2 separate regions of the Ovis aries genome follow, and region 1 is linked to region 2. Evidence: chromatin contacts called from public Hi-C data. All regions are on one chromosome and are shown on one strand. The core of a region is the stretch at or near the end of the contact, and the rest is flanking DNA. Distances in the headings are between cores, read along the strand shown. Region 1 holds the start of NIPSNAP2 (nipsnap homolog 2). Region 2 holds the start of ARMC5 (armadillo repeat containing 5).

What was found. A called contact is a pair of places that touch in the nucleus more often than the background predicts.
Region 1: a contact with region 2 is called in a Hi-C map of hypothalamus, with 4 times the contacts expected there. The contact joins the promoter of NIPSNAP2 here to the promoter of ARMC5 in region 2. A contact is called at or near these places in 6 of 16 Hi-C or Micro-C datasets (blood, hypothalamus, liver and 1 more).

What each region holds. Positions count from the first base shown.
Region 1 is chr24:28,163,212-28,168,675 of ARS-UI_Ramb_v3.0, reverse strand. NIPSNAP2 (nipsnap homolog 2) reads right to left here and starts at 3,264. Exons shown (of 8, transcript XM_027961869.3): 1 at 3,145-3,264. The coding sequence starts at 3,236. TRNAA-AGC (transfer RNA alanine (anticodon AGC)) reads left to right here and starts at 5,443; the gene lies at 5,443-5,464.
Region 2 is chr24:28,011,118-28,017,063 of ARS-UI_Ramb_v3.0, reverse strand. It overlaps ARMC5 (armadillo repeat containing 5), which reads right to left and starts at 2,323. Exons shown (of 6, transcript XM_015104180.3): 1 at 1,824-2,323. The coding sequence starts at 2,301. It overlaps LOC132658567 (a long non-coding RNA gene), which reads left to right and starts at 2,433. Exons shown (of 3, transcript XR_009598376.1): 1 at 2,433-5,946.

The sequences.
Region 1 (5,464 bases), core at 2,015-4,514, 150 kb before region 2:
CCTAGCCAAGAGCTGCCCAGAACTGAGCTAGGGGAGTGTTCCTGCACTAGAGAGAGTCAAGACATGCTGGAGGCTGAATGAACAGGTCTAGCACCTGACCAGATGGGCAGGAGCAGGGGGGAAGGTCTTCTGATTCCTAGCCTGGGGCACTCATTGGAAGATGTTCCCTTAGTAGGGAGAGCGAGCCCAGGAGGAGCAGGCAGGCTTAGCAGGAGGAAGATGAGTTAGGTTTCCATACATGGTCATTTCCAGGGCCTGGGGGAAAGTTCAGTAAGCAGCTGAGCGGGGTGCCTGGCACTGGGCAGAGCTAAGATGTGTGTGGCAAATAGGCCTCCCAGGAACACTTCTGCCTTCCCCTGCAACCACTCTTGCAAGGTCAACCACAACACCCCTGCTGATAAGCGGTTTTCTTCTGTCATCTTAACCTTTTACCAGCATCTGGCACAGCTGACCCACTCTCTCTTTGAAATACCTCCTGCCCGGGCACTGACCCATAACAATGACCTCACAGCTGCCCCTTCTGGCTCCCTCACTGCCTCTCCTTCCTGTGTCCGGTCTGTAAATGACCAGATGTCCCAGGGTCTGTTTCTCAGCTCTTTTCTGTCCACACTCCTCAAGCAATCGCATCCATTCCCATAGTTTAAAAAAGCACTTTATTATGAAACGTCAATCAAATAGAGTACACTGAAACCCATGGATCTATTAACGTTTTGGATTCCTACATGCTCACAACTCTCAAATGCGGTTCAGACATCTCGTGGAGGAGTCATACAGCTCCAGAAGGCCAATTGCCTACTGGGCCTTTCTGTCTGAATAGCTCACAGCCATCTCTAGCTTCACCGGTTCAGAACTGCCCTGGATCCACCCCCTCCCCTCCCTGTACCTGTTCCTCCTTCTCTGAATGACCAGCAGTCTCCCAGATGGCAAGTACCTGTGTGCCTTATTCACTGATGTCTCCCTGGCATGCAGTGGGCATGCTCACCTTTGGAACAGCTGACTCTCAGGGAATGGCACCAAGATCTGCCCAGTTGACCATCCTGATGTGGTCCCCTTTTCAAAGTCAGACTGATCTTCTAAAAACATAGATCAGATGAAGTCACACTCGAGTGTACACCTTTAAGTGTTTTCCATGGCTTTCAGGATAAAATCCAAGCTTTCAAAATGGCTTGTAAGGCCTGGAATTATTCAACACCGCTCCTGGCCACCTGTTCTCTGTCTTCACTTCTGTTTCTAGATTTTTCTGGGGTTTCCTAGCATGCCTGACTATTTCCACTTGGGACCTTCATGGCCCCTGATCCTTCAGGTCTCAGCCTAATGTCACCTTCTCAAAGAGGCCTTCCATGACCTTGGGTGGGAGGTTCCCTGAGTTTCCCCCATGGAACCTATCTCATTCTCTAAGCCTACGAGGGTTTTCACTATGGCTTCCTGGGGAAAGCCACCTATGCTATTATGCTCAAGTCAACAGAGCCTCAGTGACATTGTATCCAATCAGTATTTCAGAGAATCAATGAGTTCACTGGGTCTAGGCTGAGTCCTTTCCAATGAAGGAAAAAGTCCTGATGCTGGGAAAGACTAAAGGCAAAAACAGAAGGGGCAGCAAAGGATGAGATGGTTATATAGCATCACCAACTCAATGGACATGAATCTGAGCAAACCCCAGGAGACATTGAAGGAGGGGTGCGTGGTGTGCTGCAGTCCACGGCGTTGCAAAGAGCTGGATGGAACTGAACAAGACTGAGTCCTAAAGAACACGTACAGCTAAGGCAGACTAGAGCCCAGGAAAGAGTCAGAAGGTACTGGGGACCCTGGATAAAGACAGACTCCAGTGTCAAGAGCACTGGTCCCACCAGGAAGTGGGGGTACCAGGCACACCAAGTGCAGTTCTCGTTTACAAGCTTCAAGTGATCTCGGGCACTTTAGGTGAACACTGTCATGTCAGCTGTCTTTTTTTGTCAAGAATAAAATATCAATTTCATGGGCTTTTATCACTTGTGTGAAAAAAAGCAACAGGAGATACTAAATAACAGAATCAAGATAAAAGGAGGCTGACTTGGTGATCAACTTGGAAACAATATCAAATTGTGAAACATAACTTGAGCATGAGTCCCAGGAAGGGTACTAGGCCTGAAGCCTGCCAAACTTGGGTTCAAATGCCTTTTCCAGCAATGTGTCTCAAGTTCTCCGAGGTGCCTTCTCTCTAAAATGCAGATCCTATTACTTCTTAAGATTGTTACAGGATTACGTTAAATAAACCATATCAGAATCAAGCTGGCCTGCATTAACATTTAACAGGTAGTTCCTTCCCTCCTTCATTTTTAAGTGTCAACTGTATTTTCTCCGGGCTCATTGTTTAATTAACAAACCAAAACATAAACGTTCAAAGTACCTAACAGACACCAATTCAGCAAACTGACGCGCAACTTAGTGTGGGCGTTGCTTTTTCGATTTGGGAAAAAGGGGAATGGTAATGTCAGGGATGGATTCAGAAAACGGAACATTTACTCCAATAAGGTTAGAAAAAAAAAAGTTTACATGAACCCTGTGCCGACTCAGTGCTGATCACTGTCCATACTTTTTGGTCAGCTACCTACTTTTAAATACACCTCTTCACTACCACTCCCCTGACCTCCACGGAGGGCTCACCCGGGACGACGCGTTATTTTATTTTCTTCCTCCCAACAACCCAGGACCTGAGGGTGTCTCTACTGCCATGTGCGGATGCTGACGCTGAGGCTTCGCGCGGGCGAGCAGCGTTCTCGGCCGCTCCGGCCGGAGCCCCGCGGGCCAAGTTCAAGGCCTGCGGCCTCAGCCACGCGCCCGCCGCTCGGCCACCGCTCCGGGTCGCGGCGGGTCAAGGTCCCGCAGGCCGGGCCGGCTCGGCTCGGCGCGCGGACGTGGCTTCGGCGCCGAGCGTCGTTCTCGCCATGACCTTGAGCCCGGCCGACCGGACAGGCGTTCGGACCCGCCGAGGCTCCAGCTCGCCCCGCCGCGCCGACCGCGGCCCCGGTCCCGCCGCCCCGCAACCCGGGCGGCCCGGCCCCGTGGGGAACGCGGCCGGGGCGGGGACCCGCGCCGGGGACCCCGCGCCCTCCGCCCTGCAGCGGCCCCTCCCCGGCCGCTCCCGGAAAGGGCGGCGCTGCTCACCGGAGCCCGGGCAGGAGGCTGCCGGGGCTGGCCCGCCGCAGAAAGCCGCTGGCTAAGGCCGCTCCGCCAGCGCGCAGCACTCGCGCCGCCATCTTGCTCCGGCGCCTCGGTTCCCACCGCCCGGGCCGCCGCTGACGCCGCCGCCGCCGCCGCCACCGCCACGGCCGCCGCGACCCCTCCCCCGGCAGGGCCCGCCGAGGCGGGGGCGGGGCAGGGCGGGGCGGGGCGCGCGACCGCGGCCGTGCCGGGGCGCGGCCGCCAGGGGGCGCTGTGCGGCCGCAGTGGGTCACAGAGCCGAGGTCCCGCTACTGCGAGAAAGGAGCGAGAAACCGGGGAGGAACAGATTTTGAGACTTCAAGCGCCAGCGATGAGTTCGGTGCGCGGCACAGGGTGCGCCAAAGGAACAAGGGCCAGGCTTGTACGTACGTGGAGTGATCCACAAGGAGAGAGTCACACGGTTCCTAGAGGAATCCAGGGCCTGAGGTGCGAAGCTGGGAGGCGGGCTTCTTCCCAAATACCTTGTTTTGGACTTCGCACCATGTAAATATATTGACTTTCAAAAATAAATTACGCTTTAGTAGAAGCATCCTGGGTGGAAGCATAATGAGGTTCTCCTGCGGTCTCAGAACTCCGATGTTCCTGTTGATCTCAGTACCGGTGGCCCTGTCCTCGCCCACAAGCAGTCCCAGTCGAGTGAGGCAGGGTGTGAGTGTGAGATGGAGAGGGGGGAACTGGGACGGGAAAGCATGTAACCAGCTTTGGTGCCTGGGAAGGGGAACATAGACCCTGGTGTGCTGGCAGGATAGCTCAGTCCCAAGGGAAGGAGGTGACCTGTGCAAGCATGCAGGACAACTCCGCCTGGCCAAGGACACAACTTACAGGCATGGGCCAGGATGGCACTCTATAAGGAAAACGGATCCTGCGGAAAGATAAGAGCCACAGGTATACTCATGAAACTGCAGCCAAGACAAGGTGGGCAGAGAGCGAGCTAGATGGCTCTTCCCTGGTGGTCCAGTGGTTAAGACTCCCAATGTAGGGGGCCCAGGTTCCATCCCTGGTCAGGGGACTAGATTCCCACCTGCAGCACTGAAGATGCATGAAGCCAAATAAATATGTAAATATGTAAAGGAGGGGAGCCAGACAGTTAGAAAGGGGGAGAAACAGGGAGGAGCTCCCCAGCTGCCAAGGGGAGCATTTGGAGGCCAGCTGGAGTCCCGAAGGAGGCAAGTGCCCTCAGGATTGGGTGGGGCTGGGAGGTCTCTGCTACCTTCTGGTCTCTGCATAGCAGTGATGGGGTCAATAACTGGGCTTGTGGGACTGGGGTTGGGAGGTGAAGGCAGGAGGAAGAGGCTCTGACTGGGGCAATGTTCTACTATGTTAAGGCAAGGAGCCGCCAGGGACAGAAATGGGTCCTGTGGACAGAGAAGTGACCACACCAGGGAAAGGCAAAGGTGGGAAGGAGGCCCAGGTACTCAGGGACAGGAGGCTGAAGGCTGAGTTCCTCATTTGGCTGACACTTCATGAGACTGTAGAGGATGCAGAGACCCAACAGGGAGGCTGGGGTGAGCTCTCCCCAGGGCGGAAAGAACACGTCCCATCAGCATTGTGGGAGGCAGGGCCTCTTCAAGCCAGTGGTGTCCATGTGACTTTCTCACACCTTCCCCTGATTTCTCAGTGCTATTTCTGGAGACAACATCTTTCAGATCTATTTTCCTGACATGTAAACTTGGTAGGCATGTCTTTACTGACCTGGCTTTTGTGTTTAGTGTTAGGTCCCTCGTTCTGCACTTTTTTCCCCACCATCATTTTGCTCTGAAGTTGCATTAACCCAATGCTTTCTCCTGAGGGGAGGGAGGTACTCTTATTTCACAGGTGTGTGGCTTAGGTTAAAATATCATGGGATCAACATAGGTCATGTTCCTGGAGCAGAATTTTATGCGATTGTCAGGAAAAATATCTATGTTAAGATAAAAATGACATGTGTGTACATGTAAACATTTAAAATATTTGAGCTTTTCGAGATAACTTGGACAGGTGTCCGGTTCCCTCCACGGTAACTGGTACCACAGAGCCCCACTTAGATAAAACATTGAGGTGCCTCCCTTCGGCTCACCCTCCCTGGTGCCAAGTCCTGGGAGCCTGGCACATCATCTACCCAATCTCTATTCACTTCCCTGCCCAACTTAGTTCAGGTCTTAGGACCAGGTCACTGCCTCCCTCTCATCTTTCTCATTCCTGACACTGATGCTGTTATTCTTACTGACTCTTATTTACTCTTTAAAAATGTTTCATGGGACTTCCCTGGTGGTCCAGTAGCTAG
Region 2 (5,946 bases), core at 1,074-3,573:
AAATAGGCCTAAGTTTATAGCTGGCAGGCAATGAAGAAGAACGCTGTGTTCACAATGTTGCCACTAGAAGGCGCCAATTTAGCCGGTAAACAGAAAAGCTTGCTATCTTCTGGGTTTGTTCTTATTTGAAAAACTGAAATGAAGATAATGCACAATATTATATAAGTTGTGTGCTCTGTTGCTCAGTTGTGTCTGACTCCTTGTGACCCCAGGGACTGCAGCCTGACAGGCTCCTCTGTGCATGGGATTTTCCAGGCAAGGATACTAGAGTGGGTGGCTAGTTCCTCCTCCAGGGGATTTTCTGGGCCTAGGGATTGAACACACATCTCCTGCATTTGGGAGGCAGATTCTTTACCAGTGAGCCACCTGAGAAGCACTATTGTATAAGTTACAAATGTACACTGTATAAGTTACAGATGCACAATATCAGTTCAGTTCAGTTCAGTATAGTGATTCCCAAATTTTAAAGGTTACATTCCATTTGTAGTTATAACACTGGCTTAGGATTTGTTCTAGTTTTTGGCTGTGCCTGGAGGCTTGCAGTTCCCTGACCAGGTATGGAACCTGGGTCCCAGCAGTGAAAGCACCAAGTCCTAACCATTAGACCACCAGGGATTTCCAGGATTTGTTCTTAACGTGCTAGTTTTTAATAACTGGGAGTACCAGTTGAGTACCTGTGCTCCATCTTTGTATTTTATTTTCTCCCTATTCCAATTTTTTAAGGTAGTTATTATTACTCCATTTTATAATCCTAGTCTCTGATGGGTCTAGCTGACTGCAGAGCCCACTTTCTGAAGCACTACACCTGAAGTCTAGCTCATCAAATGGGATTTCAGAGCTCTGCACAAGGCTAGACACAGCAGGCACTGAGTGCCTGCTATGAACATGAAGACTAAGAATCATTTCAAAGTCACCAAATAACCTCTTGGCCTCCATTATCACTTCATGGGAAATAGATGGGGAAACAGCGTCAGACTTTATTTTTGGGGGCTCCAAAATCACTGCAGATGGTGACTGCAGCCATGAAATTAAAAGACGCTTACTCCTTGGAAGAAAAGTTATGACCAACCTAGATAGCATATTCAAAAGTAGAGACATTACTTTGCCGACTAAGGTGCGTCTAGTCAAGGCTATGGTTTTTCCAGTAGTCATGTATGGATGTGAGAGTTGGACTGTGAAGAAAGCTGAGCGCCGAAGAATTGATGCTTTTGAACTATGGTGTTGGAGAAGACTCTTGAGAGCCCCTTGGATCGCAAGGAGATCCAACCAGTCCATTCTAAAGGAGATCAGCCCTGGGATTTCTTTGGAAGGAATGATGCTAAAGCTGAAACTCCAGTACTTTGGCCACCTCATGGGAAGAGTTGACTCATTGGAAAAGACTCTGATGCTGGGAGGGATTGGGGGCAGAAGGGGACGACAGAGGATGAGATGGCTGGATGGCATCACGGACTCGATGGACGCGAGTCTGAGTGAACTCCAGGAGTTGGTGATGGACAGGGAGGCCTGGCGTGCTGCGATTCATGGGGTCGCAGAGTCGGACACGACTGAGCGACTGAACTGAACTGAACTGAGCCCAGATGCGAGAGAGGTGATCCTTAAGCAATACTCAGGTAATTAGCTGAATTATCGGATCTAGGAGGGCTAGCATATAATTTCTAGAAAGCGAAGTGACGTCACGTATCTCAACAACAAGAAAACGGAGGGCGCTGCACCGTCCTAAAGCACAATCCTTCAGGTTGCAGCACAAAGAACTCGAGACTCCGCCCAGGTCCAGACAGAAGTATGGGTGGAAACCTTCTAGGAAGTGAGGGCGGAGCACTTACCCAATGGGAGAATGCCTCCGAGTCTGCGCACTTCAGCTCGGCACGCCCCTTCAGTACAGCAGTTGGCTAGGATGCTGAGCGCCAAGTCCAGCGTCTTGCGCAGGCGCGCTGGTGGCGAGGGTGTCGCTGGTGACGCAGAAGAGGGGGCGGAGCCCGGTGAAGGGGCGGGGCCAGAAGAAGCCGCTGACTCGACCGACGAGGGGGCGGAGCCTGCGCCACCCTGGGACGGGGCGGGACCCGCTGTAGCCGCTCGCCGTAGCAGCGCGAGAAGGGGGCGGAGCCCGCCGCGTGCCCGGAAGCGCTCTATTCCCCCGGCTGCCTTGACGTGGCGCGTACGGAGGGCTAAGAGCGCACGGCCCAAGGGTGTCTCGCTGGTAGCTGTGTCCTTTCCCCCACCTAGACCCTCCCCGGCCGCCGCCGTGAGCTGCGCGAGGCAGAACGAGAGCGAGTCCGTGGGGGTTGACTTCGCAGCCGCCATCTTGGCTCAGGCCTAAGGCTCCGCCCCTCTCCTCGCAGCTCGTCCAAGGGAGCGGAACTGGAAAAGAGGGGCGTGGCCAGGCACCGCCTCTCTGACGCTTGTTAAATAGCGCCGCCGCTGTTCTGCAGGTTGGAAGTTGTAGTTCTCGATCCTGGTGCTCTGACTTGCACAGTCGCAGAAAAAAATGTGGAGAGTAGTGGTTATCTATCTAATCGTTGTGAGAAACCTAGAGGCGCGTGCGGTGCATGCTGGGATATGTAGTCTGCGCCAAGTTTAACACGTCTAGCTTAGGATCGATGGGAAACTAAAGGGCCTCAGGTGGACCAGTACCTCCGACCTTGGAGTCTCAGTAAGGTGCTACTCCAGGTGACGTGTCTACTCCGCCCCCAGCGTGTCCTTGGCAACGACAGCTCGGTTTGCCGCCCCCCAGCCGTGGCCGGGGCACTGAAGTCTGCGCCGATGGGGTCTGAACCTCGAGCCAAAAGGAAAGGGTCAAGTTCCTGATAGCGCCTGCAGATGGGACCAGTTGCTCCGCCAGGTGAACGAGAGGGTTAAACCCACAGAGACCGTTTGCTGCCACTTCCTAGAATGGCACGAGCTAGTGGACATTTCCGTTTCCGGTGCCGGATTCCTGGGTCCCGAGAGTCTTCAGCTCTGGTTGTGCTTGTGAGTTGAGTGATTGGTATCTAGGAAACGGGACGCTCTTCCGGCTATGGAGTCGCCGGCTCTAGAAACGGCACGGGAGGACTCCGACGGCGCCGCGCAGCGGGGGAACCGGTTGTCTGGATCCCAGGAAATCCCAAGGTCCGCTTTTGTTTGCGGAGTTGTTTCACGCAAGCGACCTTGGTGTCGCCGGGGCAGCCGGCCGCCTGGGAAATGATGCTGGGCCTGCGGTACCTAGGTAGGTCAGTCTCTGGCCCTGGGGAGAAAGAAACTCCTGCCAAGACCAACTCTCCTGCGGTCCCTGGAGCCTTCGAGTGCCAGCGGTGTGGATTGACTACCTCCCCGATCTCAATCCACCAAAGCAGCCACGGCGGTGATAAACCCTACTGCTGTCTCCAGTGTAGCAAAAGCTTCCGACGGGGCTCAGATCTGGTTAAGCAGCACGGGGTACACACCGGCGAGAAACCGTCCCCCTGTCCCCAGTGTGACTGTTGCTTCAGCCTGAGCTCTAACCTCATGCGACACCATCACTCTCACTCAGGCCTCCGGCCTCATAAGTGTCTGGCGTGCGAGGAGCCTGTTATTGGCCGCAGCTCGGACACCGGCGGGGCCACATGGGCGAGAAGCCTGACAGCTGTGCCGAATGTGGCAAGACTTCCTGTGTTAGCTTCAGCCTGATCCAGCACCAGCGCACGCGCACGTGGGAGAAGCCCTACAGCTGCGGGGGACTGCGGCAAGCGCTTCAGCCTCAGCTCCAACCTGGCGCAGCACCAGCGCTCCCACACCTGTGAGAAGCCCTGCCTCTGTGTCTGGTGTGGTGACCGCTTTGGGTGCAGCTCTTATCTGCTCAAGCACCAGCGATCGCACGCGGAGGAGGAGCAAGAACTTCACCCACAACTCCGACTGCCTAAGGCACCGACTCACCTACAGTGGAGAGTGACCCTTCAAGTGTCCTGAGTGTGGGCGTGGCTTTAAAGAGCGCACCCAGTTCACCAAGCACCAGCAAGTCCATGTGGGCGAACAACCCTGCCCAGAATGTGGCAAAACCTCTCCCACAAATCCAAGCTTCTTAAATACAGTGCTCGCACACGGGCAAGAAACAAGTGCACCAAACTCAGCTGCAGCAAGAGTTTTGTAGACAGTTCAAATCTGCTGCCGCACCAACACTCCTGGGCCAGAAACCTTGGGCTTTGAGCCAGTGTGACAGGAGCTTCCGCCAGAGCTCTCCCCTGCTCATCCACCGGGTGGCGCACCGCGGAGAGAAGCCCTCTGTCTGCTGGGGGCAAGGCCTTTGCCCCCAGGTCCATACCTGGGCCAGCACAGCGGACGCACCAGGGTGGAAGCCCCTGCCAACACTCCTGGCTTAAGTTGCAGCCCAAACTTCAGCTCTGACTTTGGTGCAGTCCTTCAGGAGACTGAGGGGACCAGGATTTCTCAGCAGGCCTCTTCTGCTCCTCTGGGGCTGCTGATGTGTGGGCTGAATCAGGGAAGCCCAGGCTGGAGGAATTGGGACAGAAAAGTGGGGTTGGGCATGTTCTCTGAGGCCCTGGAGATGGGACTCGAGAGGGAGGGAGAGTTTGGGGATGGACTGAACTGGCCAGGTTGCTTCAAGATGCAAAGCACCTTAGGCAGCCGCTGATCAGATCCCTTCACAGGTCCAGGGAGTGAGGGGGCGAATTACACAGGAGTTGTGGCCCCCTCCGCTTAGGAGATTGGGGCCAGATGCCAGGCAAACCCCTGTGAGGAAGACAGTGGAGAAGAAGGAGGTCAGGGAGGGCCTCACCCCCAGAGGGGACCAGAAGGAACGGTGTATCCTAGCACAGGGCTCAGAGAGGTTGAACTGGGGACCATTAGGTGAGCTCAGGGGTGTATGATCCCTTTGAAAGACAGCTGTCTACAAAGTGAAGCTGGTGGGGCCCAGGACCAAAGCAACAGACCAGGAAGCTTGGTGGCATTTCTAGGCGGGGGCAAAAGAGGTTGGTCATCTGCCCCTTCCTCTCCTTTAGCCTCTTCCCTCGAAGGTTTCCCAGGTTCTTTCTCTGACCCGTCAAAGAGGAGGAAATGATGACAATCTAGTGTGTCCAGACACTGGGGACTGCACACAGCACTGTAGTCTGACCACTGGGGTGGGCTGCCTATGTAAACAAATGTGTTTCTGTTGGTAAAACAGTCTATGGGAGCCAGAGGGAGGCTTCTCGAAGCACAGCACAATGTGCGCCCAGAGCAGAGGCTAAGCTGTGGGGCTCTGCTCTCCTCCTTGTAGCCGGCAGTATTCCTGGGAGGGGCACAGAACGTAGCCCTTTTAAGGTTGGGGGAGGCCTAGTGCCTGCCCCAAGGAATCATGAGACCCATGCCTCTGGTGCCTTGTCCCGAAATCTTGCCTCTTAGCAGCTCGGTGCTTGTAGAACTGTACCGCAGAGAATAAGGGCCAAAGGGAAGGGATGTGAGCTTCTAGCACAGAGTATCTCTTCCTAACTGTATGACCTTGGACAAGTCTGCCTCTTCTGAGCTTCAGTTTCTTCATTTGTAAAACTGAGGGTGATGGTTGCCTCCCAGGACGGTAGTAAGCTCCCATGGGATCACTGACTTGAAACACCTGGGTCAAGGAGGTAACTCGGCAAAACTCGGCTGCCAACTCTGCTTCCAGCAGATCACCCTGTCAGTGGGGGTGTCAGTCTGCAGGCATCACACCAGTGCACTTTTTGCCTCCTCCTGAAGGTTACAGAAATGAGGGAGATGGCCCCAGCCCCGGGGTAGTGTGGTGTCATGAAGGAGATGGACTCGAACCCAGTGCTGGCGCTGGAGAAAGGGCGTCACCTGCAGCGAGTCTAAGAGTCTTCATGAAGGTGCATCTAATGGATGCCACTTGCCTCCTCAATCTGGGTCTGTGATGAAGGGAAGGGTTCTGGAATGTTCCTTGTTGCCGACAGCATTTCAAAGAGCACAAGCCAGGGTTTGAGCGAGAGGCCTGAGCCGGGCACA